Regions from separate parts of the Mus musculus genome. Here region 1 is linked to region 2. Evidence: chromatin contacts called from public promoter capture Hi-C data. All regions are on one chromosome and are shown on one strand. The core of a region is the stretch at or near the end of the contact, and the rest is flanking DNA. Distances in the headings are between cores, read along the strand shown. Region 1 has its middle 27 kb from the start of Snx27. Region 2 holds the start of Cgn (cingulin).

The links. Promoter capture Hi-C pulls out the DNA fragments that hold promoters and counts their contacts.
Region 1: a contact with region 2 is called in a promoter capture Hi-C map of hippocampal neurons, with 2.2 times the contacts expected there. The contact joins the enhancer-like site here to the promoter of Cgn in region 2. A contact is called at or near these places in 12 of 39 promoter capture datasets (the 3T3-L1 cell line, the C10 cell line, cranial neural crest and 6 more), 1 of 484 Hi-C or Micro-C datasets (reprogramming fibroblasts), 4 of 115 datasets of contacts at active chromatin or transcription factors (embryonic stem cells, epiblast stem cells and pancreatic cancer cells) and 3 of 9 other capture datasets (adipose tissue, liver and pancreatic islet).

What each region holds. Positions count from the first base shown.
Region 1 is chr3:94,606,972-94,612,537 of GRCm38.p6, reverse strand. No RefSeq gene overlaps it. Among named protein-coding and RNA genes, the nearest start is that of Snx27, 27 kb to the right of the region's middle. Within about 2 kb of position 1,742, at least 81 of the 459 cell types and tissues checked have an H3K27ac peak or open chromatin away from gene starts, as enhancers often do. A contact at or near this core is called in adipose tissue, hippocampal neurons and trophoblast stem cells, where this site is marked.
Region 2 is chr3:94,784,476-94,790,178 of GRCm38.p6, reverse strand. It overlaps Cgn (cingulin), which reads left to right and starts at 3,697. Exons shown (of 21, transcript NM_001037711.3): 1 at 3,697-3,803.

The sequences.
Region 1 (5,566 bases), core at 493-2,992, 180 kb after region 2:
TGTCCTGATTTGGTTATAGGTCCTAAGACTGCATGGAGGGACAGCAGTCACAGGAGAGGCACGTGAGCAGCTCACATCCTTTGCAGAAGTGAAAAGCTCTGGGAAATGCTGACTGCAACTCTTCAAGGGTTTGGTGGTTTCTGGAAGTCTCTGTTAGTACAGTGGCTTTTCTTTTCATCCCTTTCTGCCAGGAAGCTAGTGGGCTACAGAGCCAAACAAGACATAGGTGAATTTACACAAACTCTTCTGGGCCAAGGAAATGGACAACACGGTCCTGTTGCCTGATCCCTCTGGTTTCCCTTTCTCTTTCTATTGAGACTGTAACTTTTCCCCCTGCTTCAGCTGTATTCACAATACAGGCATCAAAACACTCTGGAAACATCCCGCCCCAGATGTGGCTGCGGCTCCTGACTCCTGGGTTTCTCTTGCACCGGCAGTCTTGCTTGGCGCAGGTATATCCAGACTGCTTGTGTCAGAATATTAACAGGGTGGAAGCAGGGTGGGGTTGGCAAGGATGCCGAGAAGACTGGCCTAGCTAGAGGATGCAGGAGTGAGTGTTGCCCTGCAGGAAAGGGAGGCTCTCCTGCAGGGCCTGCTGAGCTACATGGGAGGAGCAGAGATGTGGGGTAGAGATAGGAAGTGGGCAGGAGACTTTCTGGAGACCAGAAACAAGGCTCTAAGGGATCAGAAAGAAAAAAAAAGGAGAGAGAACTCTGGGGTCTGCTTTACAAGCCACGGTGAGCGGTGAGCGGCTGCTGCAAGGAATGAACGAGGCCAGGGCGGATGCAGGAGAGTAGCTGGGAAACAACAGCATCGACAGTCCTTCCAATTAGAGATGTTGGATGGGGCTGAGGAGGTGGCAAGCTCCTGGCTTCTGCTGTCTTTTATTGCCTGTGTTTTGTAGTGTTTTAAGCCAACTCCTGTGTGCTACCGAGGAGGCTTGATTTCTGCCTCTCTGGGACCTCTGCCATGAGGGCGTTAAGAGCTGCCCAGACATGCAGCCATCATTGTCAGCCTCCTATAAACCTGGGCTGCAAGCCTGGTGATGGAAAAAAAGCTCACAGGAGCGCTTGTTCCCTGCCTGCCCAACAACTGCCCATATTCCATGTCTTCATTTTTCCTTGCACTAAGCAGAAAAGAGCCTGGTAGCACATGCTGTCTCAGCCAAGAGAAGCAGATTGTTAGCCTCAGCTGCTTTGGTGATGGGGAAGGAGGACTGAAAATGTAAGGGCAACCTGCTCAACTTAGTAAGACCCTGACTTAGAATAAATAAAAAAGGAACACAGAGCATAGTGGTGCACACCTTTAACCCCAGTAATTAGGGGGCAAAGGCAGGTTGATTTCTGTGGGTTTGAGGTATACATGGTCTATATAGTGAGTTCCAGGCCAGACAGGTGTCTAATGTTCACTTTCTTTGTGTCTCTGGAGCTCTCCCTGTGTCTTTCTTGGGAGCCTCAAAAGCCCCTATCCCCTGCCTTGCTTGCCAAGAGCTGGGATTACAGGTGTGTACCACCATGCCTGGCTTTGTCCCCGTTTTAAATCACTGTTGACCATGAACTGTTCGATGAAACATTTCCACTTTGGGAAGCTGTTCTGCTTGACACCATACTTGAATGGAGGAGGATAATGCCCCCTGGGATAGAGAAGCAATGTTCCCTCTTTAGCCAGCTCCTGGTTCTGGGTGGCTGTTTTTGTGGGGCCCGTGGAATCCCCTGAGTTCTCTGATTCCTCAGAGCCAAGCTGCTGAGCTAGGGCCTGAGTCTGTTCAGGCTATGACTCAACAACAGATGTTAGCCTAGGGCCCTTGGCCTCTTTTCCATGCTTTGATTTAGAGCTCTGGCTTTGCAAAGAGCAATTGTTTCCTCTAGTCTGTCCCAATTATAAGACTGTGGCCTTGAAACTCATAAGTTGGAGACCTACATATCCCCCCTTTCCCAAGGAAAATGCTTATCCAGGCTGAGAGTGAGAGAGATGGTTCTTAAAGGTAAGTACTTTCTGGCTCACTGAGACCAATTCAGGACTTTACGCTAAAATCTCTATCCCTGGAGCCCTGTGGGAGAAGGGATTGAGGGCGGATGGCCGGATAATTAATTTCCCTACAGGGTATTGGTCACCAAGTCTTAAACCACAGGGACCTCAGCATGCTGAAGGGAAGAAAATGTTTAGTCTGAGTTGAGTGAACTATCGCATAGTCAGTCTTTTCCTCTCTGTTACTGGGGTCCTAGGCCCAGCCTCACCCTTCTGTCTGTCCTGTTTTAACTGACATTTTGTGTAAAATGTATATTACTAGGTGGGAAGTTTTGCAAAACAAAGTCAATGAAAAAATGAACTTTTAGGGCTGGAGAGATGGCTCAGTGGTTAAGAGCACTGCCTGCTCTACCAGAGGTCCTGAGTTCAATTCCCAGCAACCACATGGTGGCTCACAACCATATGTAATGGGATCCAATGCCCTCTTGTGGTGTGTCTGAAGACAGCTATAGTGTACTCATATATTAAATAAATAAACAAATATTAAAAGAAACAAAACACTCTGTTGTGTGCACAGTGTTAAGCCAAGCTCTGCTATAGGACAGGGCTGTATTCCTCCAGGATTCTGCTGGGTTGCTGGGCCAGCCCGTGAAGAGGTGGATAATAATGCAGAGACAGTAGGAAGGATGTGATGCTAGAACTGAGCCTGGGGGATATGAGGCCAGGAGAAAAGACCGGAAGAACATGTGCAGCGGAAATCATTAAGCACATTTGGAGGACAGGAAGACCAGCTGAAGGCTTTTTGGGGAAGTGGTCACTACATAGACCTGGCTGGCCTTGAACTCAGAGATCCAACTGCTTCTGTCTCCAAAATGCTGGGATTAAAGGCATGGGCCACCACTGTGTCTTACATAATACTCTTTATCAACTAAAAGTAAGTTTTGTTTGTTCATTTGCTCGGTTTTTTGTTTGTTTGTTTGTTTGTTTTGAGACAGTCCTGCTACATAGCTCTTGCTGTCCTAGAACTCACTTTGTAGACCAAGCTGACTTCCAACTCACAGAGATTTGCCTGCCTCTGCCTCCCCAGTCTTGGGATTAAAGCATGCACCCCCATGCCCAACTACAAATAAGAATTTAATGAATTGGGGCTGGTGAGATGGCTCAATGGGTAAGAGCACCCGACTGCTCTTCCGAAGGTTCGGAGTTCAAATCCCAGCAACCACATGGTGGCTCACAACCATCCATAATGAGATCTTCTGGAGTGTCTGAAGACAGCTACAGTGTACTTACATATAACCAATAAATAAATCTAAAAAAAATTTAAAAAAAAAAAAAAAAAAAAAGAATTTAATGAATTGATTGGTCAATCGGGGAGGGGCATTTCAGCTGAAAGAGACAATACCAGCAAATGTCACTGGGACTATGCAGAGGGCATGGGGACTACAGTTTGGCTGAAAGAGAAAAGCAAATCACCTGGAAAACAGGGGAACCGAAGAAGGGTAACAGGAACAAAGACACACCCACTTCATCAGCATGGCAACCTCCTGGAGTGTTTACTTCAGTCTCTTTAGAAAGGGCCCCTTTGGCCCTCGTGGTGGCCTTTAATCCCAGCACTTGGGAGGCAGAGGCAGGCGGATTTCTGAGTTTGAGGCCAGCCTGGTCTACAGAGTGAGTTCCAGGACAGCCAGGACTACACAGAGAAACCCTGTCTGGAAGAACCAAAAAAAAAAAAAAAAAAAAAAAAAAAAGGAAAAAGAAAAAAGAATAAAAAGAAATGGCCCCTTTGGACTGGTGGGTTGGCTCAGTGGGTAAGAACACTGACTGCTCTTCCGAAGGACCTGAGTTCAAATCCCAGCAACTACATAATGAAATCTGATGCCCTCTTCTGGTGTGTCTGAAGACAGCATCGGTGTACTTATCTATAATAATAAATCTTTGGGCTCAGAGCAAGCAGCGACTGAGAGAGTGGGGTTCAGGATCCTAAATTTAATTCCTAACAACCACATGAAGGCTCACAACCATCTGTACAGCTACAGTGTACTCATATACATTAAATAAATAAATAAAATATTTAGAAACTGTCCTTTCCCTTGAGTTCAATTCCTAACAACCACATGGTGGCTCACAAACATCTGTAACTGGATCTGATGCCCTTTTCTAGTGTGTCTGAAGACAGCTACAGTGTACTATTATTTATAAAATAAATAAATCTTTAAAAAAAAAAACAAAGCGGGGGTGGGGCTGGAGAGATGGCTCAGCGGTTAAGAGCACTGACTGCTCTTCCAGAGTTCTGAGTTCAATTCCCAGCAACCACATGGTGGCTGACAACCATCTGTAATGGGATCTGACGCCCTCTTCTGGTGTGTCTGAAGTCAGTAACAGTAACTTAGATAAACAACAACAACAAAAACAAATCTTGAGGAGGAGAAGAAGAAGAGTTATTATTTTCCTAGCCGGGAGGGGATGCATCATTAATCCCAGCCTTTGGGAGGGAGAGGCAGGTGGATTTCTTGAGTTCAAGACCAGCCTGGTCTATGAAGTGAGTTCCAGGACAATCAAGGCTGCACAGAGAAACCATACCTCGAAAAAACAAACAAACAAACAAACAAACAATTTTCCTGGTAACTGGAGAGATGGTTCAGAAGTTAAGAGCACTGGCTGCTCTTCCAGAGGACCTGGATTCAATTCCCAGCACACACATGGCATTGCACTAGAGAACCTGATACCCTCACACAGACAGACATGCAGGCAAAACGCCAATGAACTTAAAAATAACTTTAAAAAAATTTTTTTTGGGTCTGGTTGAAGACAGGACTGAGTGGTTTAAGAGCACCAACTGCTCTTCAAAAGGACTTAGATTTGATTCCCAGCACCCATATAATGGTTTACAACTGTATTCAGCTCCAGTTCCAGGTGATCTGGCCTCTAAGAGTCAAGGCATGCAAATGATACACATGTAGGCAAAATACCCATACACATAAAAAATTTTTAAATTAAAAAGAATTTTGTGTACTGCAAAGGTCTTTGCTACTTTGTGGGTTCTTTTTCCCCCAAAGTAGTTTTACTCCCTAACATTAGGAGAGCAAGGATAGAGAGGAGTTAGGAAAATGCCTGAATCTTGTTTCTTTCCTTTTATTTCTTTGTCCACGGCTACTAACAAACCACAAACAACCCCCCTACGTAACCAACGACCTATAACCACACACACCCCAACCCCCACCTAGTGGGACTCTAGGATTTAATATATTCTCTGAAAAGTTCCCAGAGTTCCAAACGTCACACAATCGAAGAAACTATCTATAGCTGGCAAAACTATGCCTCTGCTAGAGCACGAGGCAAATCATAGTCAGTTGCTGCAGACAATCTGAAGCAGCCCCATATCCCTACACCTGGGATTTAAAGGAAAGGACAGGGCTGGAGAGATGAGATGGCTCATGGGGTAAGATCACTGACTGCTCTTCCGAAGGTCCTGAGTTCAAATCCCAGCAACCACATGGTGGCTCACAACCATCCTCAGTGAGATCTGTCGCCCTCTTCTGGAGTGTCTGAAGACAGCTACAGTATACTTATAATAAATAAATAGATAAAAATTTAAAAA
Region 2 (5,703 bases), core at 2,448-4,947:
CCCTGGCCCTGATCTATAAAAGCCTTTTCTTGTCTCCCTCACATCCAGTGCTGACCTCTCAAACCCTGCCTTAGGGGAGTCAGTCCATGTCTATGAATAAAAAAGCTTGCTTTAGCTGGGCAGTGGTGGAGCATGCCTTTAATCCCAGCACGTGGGAGGCAGAGGCAGGTGGATTTCTGAGTTCCAGGCCAGCTTGGTCTACAGAGTGAGTTCCAGGACAGCCAGGGCTATACAGAGAAACCTTGTCTCTAAAATCAACAAAACAAACCAAAACAACAAAACTTGCTTTAATTAATTTATCCAAGGTGGTTTCAGACAGTGGTCTTCCTCTCTCCATCTCTGGGATTAAGAGTCCCCTTTGTTCTGCACTGCCCTAGTGTGCAAGGCTGGCCTCCTCCATCAAGCCTTACCATTGCATCTATCACACAGGCCGAGCTTGGCCTTCTGCCAGGCCTCAGCTGGCTTGCTCCAAAGCCTTCTGTAGTGGGGTGTCTTGGTGTGCTCTTGCAACCTCATGCTCTGAGGCTCAGGTTGAAGGATGGAGAGGGCCAGCCTGGGTGTCATGGTTTGAATATGCTTGGCCCAGGGAGTGGCACTATTAAGAGTTGTGTCACGGTGGGTGTGGGCTTTAAAGCCCTCATCCTAGCTGCCTGGAAGTCAGTCTTCCAATAGCAGCCTTCAGATGAAGATGAACTCTCAGCTCCTCCTGTACTATGCTTGCCTGGATGCTGCCATGTTCTCACCTTGATGATAATGGACTGAACCTCTGAACCTGTAAGCTAGCCCTAATTAAATGTTGTCCTTATAAGACTTGCCTTGGTCACGGAATCTGTTCATAGCAGTAAAACCCTAACTAAGACACTGGACTACATATAAACTGTACAGTTTATGTTGATGTTTAACACCCCTTATCTTCCCACTACTTCCTCATTCCTTTGTTCACACTATAGGCTCCCTCTTCTGGCCATTGTACATTCTCTTATTCCCATTCATCTTTCTCCAGCTTTTTTTTTTCCCCTAGGCAGGTGCTCCTCTGTGACACCTTTTCTCCAACTGGTTGACCCTAGGCCCTTAGACATGACAGGCAATACTTTTCTACTGAGCCAAATCCTCAGCACAGGCTAGGCTAGCACTCTTCTGAACCACAGACCATTAACATTACCTGTTTTCCTTTCTTCCTTCCTTTCTTCCTCTTTCTTTCTTTCTTCCTTTCTTTCTTTCTTTCTTTCTTTCTTTCTTTCTTTCTTTCTTTCTTTCTTTCTTTCTTTCTTTCTTTCTTTCTTTCCTTTTCTTTTTATCTGCACAGTTAGAGAAACCTCTCTATGGGCTGGAGAGATGGCTCAGTGGTTAAGAGCAGTGACTGCTCTTCCAGAGGTCCTGAGTTCAATTCCCAGCAACCACATGGTGGCTTACAACAGTCTGAAATGGGATCTGATGCCCTCTTCTGGTGTGTCAGTTACACTGTACTCATATTAATAAAATAAATAAATCTTTTAAAACCAACCAACCAAAACCAGAAATCTCTCTAGTATGACCTGTAGAAAAGACCCCTATGGGTATATAACCTAACCTGTTTTCTAAAAGTTCACATCAGGTTATACCTTTTGGTTGAAAAGAAATCTTCTACTAAGCAAATCATTTGTGACTTTCCACTGGCCTCTATCATACCCCTCCTCACCCCCAGCTACAGATCATTTCAACAGCTCCACGTTTTTTGAGATTATTTTCAGCCTCGAAGAGAATCAATCACATTTCTCTGTGGCAGGTCCAGCAATCAGGTGTCTAAAGTTATCTGACTCAATTTCTTCAACACCCTCTTCTTTCACAACTACTCTTTCAGAAAAGGGGTGGGGTGGGGGGTTGGGTCTTTTAGTGTCTCTCCATGACACCTTCCCCCATGGTGTAGCTCTGGTTGGCTTGGAATTTGATTTGAAGACCAGGCTAGCCCCAAACTCTCTGCTAGATCAAAGGTGTGCACCAGGATAGATTTTCTTTTGAAATCTGGGGGGGGGGGAGGGGAAGCTTCCCCCCTCTTCTTCATCTGAGCTTAAAGCTCTCTGAGTTCATCCCCCAAGGAAGAAAAGTTGATGGTGGATGACTCAGGCTCCCATTTCTCCCCACCCGTGCTTTAATGTTGGATAACTACTCTATTTCTATCTTCTATAAATACACTAAATACAGTCTAAGGGGTACCCAGGAGAATTCAATTACCTTCACTTTACTAGTATTGGGGCCAATTCATCAGTCTGTCCGTTTGATTGTTTAGTTGTTTATTTTTAAGATCTCTTTTCCAGACCACTCTTTGGTGTAAAAGTAACCTGACCCAGAAGGGACACCACCTCTGCAATAGGTCGCCCAAACCGCACATATTTCCTCTCTCTCTCTCTCTCTCTCTCTCTCTCTCTCTCTCTCTCTCTCTCTCTCTCTCTCGCTCTCTCTCCCCCTCTCTCTCCCTCTCTCTCCCTCCCTCCTTGTTCCTCCTTAAGGGCTGTATCCCTCATAGAAGGCTTCTCATGGAATGCGGAGACCTAGCAACCCAGCTACAGAACAGGTAGGTGGACTTTCCCCTCCAGGGTCCACGCCCAGCATCTGAAGGCTGGGGGAGGGGAAGGGAATGATCTCCAGCTAACGCCACAGAAATGCTGGCTGTAGGGAAGATTCCTCTTCAAATCTAAATATATTACAATAAATATTTACTGAACAAATAAAGGAGAGAACTATTCAGAGGCCAGCAAGGTAAGCTAAGCCAATCTTCTTTTAACATACCTCAGCGATTGACACTAGGAGCCAGCTTTAATGTTACCTGCCTCAGTCTGCACGCAAAGCACCCCAGAGTCTTTTCGGTGTAGTGGGACCAAAAGCCCTACTTGACAGGCTTTCAGAAAAGATGGATTTACAATCTGTAGTTGAGCTCCTTTCTGCTTATAAAGCTTATTCTGATGCGTGTAAATTTACAGCACTCGGTTCCCAAGTCATTCATTCTACACATTTTATTAAGAGCCAACTATGTGCTGACCTCTGTTATAGGCGTTTGAGATGAAGCGTACAAAACAAAAGAAAATGAAGATCTCGGCTCTGGCCGAGATTTTCATAGGGAGATAAAATGAAAATGATTTTTAGGGTGATGTAAATTGGGTGATTACATCTTCCAAAGAAAAAGGGTGCAAAATGATTATGGAGGCCAGGAGCCCGAGGATGAGAATCCACGACTGAGATTTTGGTTCGGATTGCCGATAAGGCAGGCGAGCAGAGATGCAGAACGCGCTGACATCGGGAGACTACGAAGAAATTTTCTGCGGAAAGCGACAGAACTGTATTCTGGCTTATGCGGAGGCAGATGAAGGGCAGAAAGGGCTGTGAACCGAGATTTGCTTTGAGAAGAGCACGAGGAAGGCACTTCCCACAGAACCCAGGGGATGCTCTGGCGCTAAGCTACGCGGGTCCGCAGAGCCCCGACGCCCCCAAAATGGCCTCTTAGGTCCCCCGGTGCCCCGCCCTCGCCCCACCAGTCCACGTGACCCCACCGCCCCTCCCGTCCACCGGGCTGGGGACCCCGGTTCTGGGTTCCCGCGGTGTCTGCTCCGCCCCTTGCGGGAAACTGACCAATAGAAGAAGGGGTGAGGCGGGGCGGGAGGTGACGGCCAATGGGGCGGAGCTCCTGGGGAGTAACAGGTTGGTGGGCGGGGGAAAGGAGGGAGCTCAGAGCTCGGAGGGGCTGGGCTGCAGCAGCGCGTGTAGCTCGGCTGGTCGGAGCGCGATCCCCTGCGGGGTGTGTGAATCCGGGAGCACTGATCTGGACCGGGGTGAGTGAATCTGTCTGGAGCGAGGACACCTGCGATGCGAGTGGGTCCTCAGGAGTATGCTCGAGGGCCGGAGTAGAGGCATCAAATGCCCTCCTCCTGGGCACAGGTGCTGAGTTTAGCAGGAAGGGCGGTCAGAGTGCGGTGGCAGAGCTAAGAGCTAACCCCTACTCCACGGTGTCAGAAGCGAGTGGCTGGGAAGGTGCCAGGTGTGAGGCACCTGAGGGTTAGGTTATTCCCAGGGCATGCATGCATTTCAGCGCTACAATCTCTGGAGGTCAGGCGCCAGCCCTTGGGGCAGAATTTCTCTTGGAGACCAGCATGGGGGCGGGGGAGGGTTCATCCTATTGGAGCAAATGGAAGTGCCGCCAGAGGTTCAGAGACTGAAGTGGTGATATCCGCATGTGCTGGTTTTGGGGGTAACTACCCCCTCCCCGCCCCCGTCAGTCCTTACTGGTCTCTGACACTCTCCTTCTGGCTTTGGAAATGCTGAGGTGTGGGGTCATTCCCTGACCATTTGCCTACAGGTGAAAGCAGTTGCCAGTAAGACACTAAGGTCAGAATACGAGGGCACCCATCTCTTTCCTAGGTGTGAGATTATTTAAGGCTGTTTCTTTCTTTGCTTTCATGCCAGGGAAATTTTTTCCTTCTTCCTCTAGAAAGAACTGTGTGTATTCTACAAGAGAGGGGAATGGGAATGGAGAAGCATAAATCCCTCGACCCACATACTAGCTGAAAATGTTTGCTTTCTCGGGGATGTGAAACGAGGATTGATACTGGGTTTCATATGGCCCATGCTGGCCTTGAATTTGCCATAGCCCATGCTGGACTTGAACTTGCTGTACAGCTGAGGCTGACCTTGAACTGGTGGGCTGCCTTCCGCTCCCAGTGCCTGGATTACAGGTTCATATCACCACACCCACCTAGAAATAGTCTTCTTTCTTGAGGCTGATGTAAAAATTTTTCCTTCCAGCAAATACATATTTCCTTCTTTTTTTCTGTTACAAAGTAGTCTCTTTGTATATTTTTTAAAAAGATTTATTTATTTATTTATTTTATGTATATGAGTATACTGTAGCTGTACAGAAGGTTGTGAGCCACCATGTGGTTGCTGGGATTTGAACTCAGGACCTTTGGAAGAACAGTCTTAACCGCTGAGCCATCTCTCCAGCCCTATATTTCCTTCTTTTTCTCTAGTTCTAGATTGGGGGACACTGGTGAGATCTGGAAGTGCAGCTAATTTCCTTGACCCTTCCCAGAATCCTCTTGATTCCCTGAAATCCTAGTTGGCATCCTTGATTCACGATCTTTGATAGACTAGAGTACTTACTAGTGGTGCAGAAACATAGGCAGAACTCCCTAGGAGACCAAAAGACTAGGGGACTTACACCTCCACATTCCCAGGCCACAGACGAGGTATACGTTGGGCACCAGACAACTTCTGAGGTGAATTTCCTTGCCGTAGGCAGCGGTGAAGCAGAGTCAACCTTAGCTTGGCCCCTTTGATGCTCTGTCTGAAGACAGTTGCTGTAATTGGGAAATAATTAGCAACCGCTATGTTTGTAGACAAAGCTGCCTACGTGTTCCTTTCATCCTGGGTATTTGGGAGTATGGGTCTTGCTCTGGGGCCTGCCCATTCAGAGATTTGCCTGATTCTAAGAGGATTCTGGCTTCCTGTGGTTCTCAGGCTGGCTTGCCTGCCTTTACCCTTGTGGGAGAAGAGGGGGGTAGAGCTGCTTCTCTTTGTACCAGGGAGGGGAGAACCAAGGACCTGGGAGCTGACAGAGGTAAGTGGAAGACCAGGAATGCCACTTTGGGAACTTGAGAGGGAGTGGTGGAGGGAGACAAAGTTCCTGTCACACTCTGGCTTGTCACCAAGTTCTTTGTGCATCTGTAACTCCTG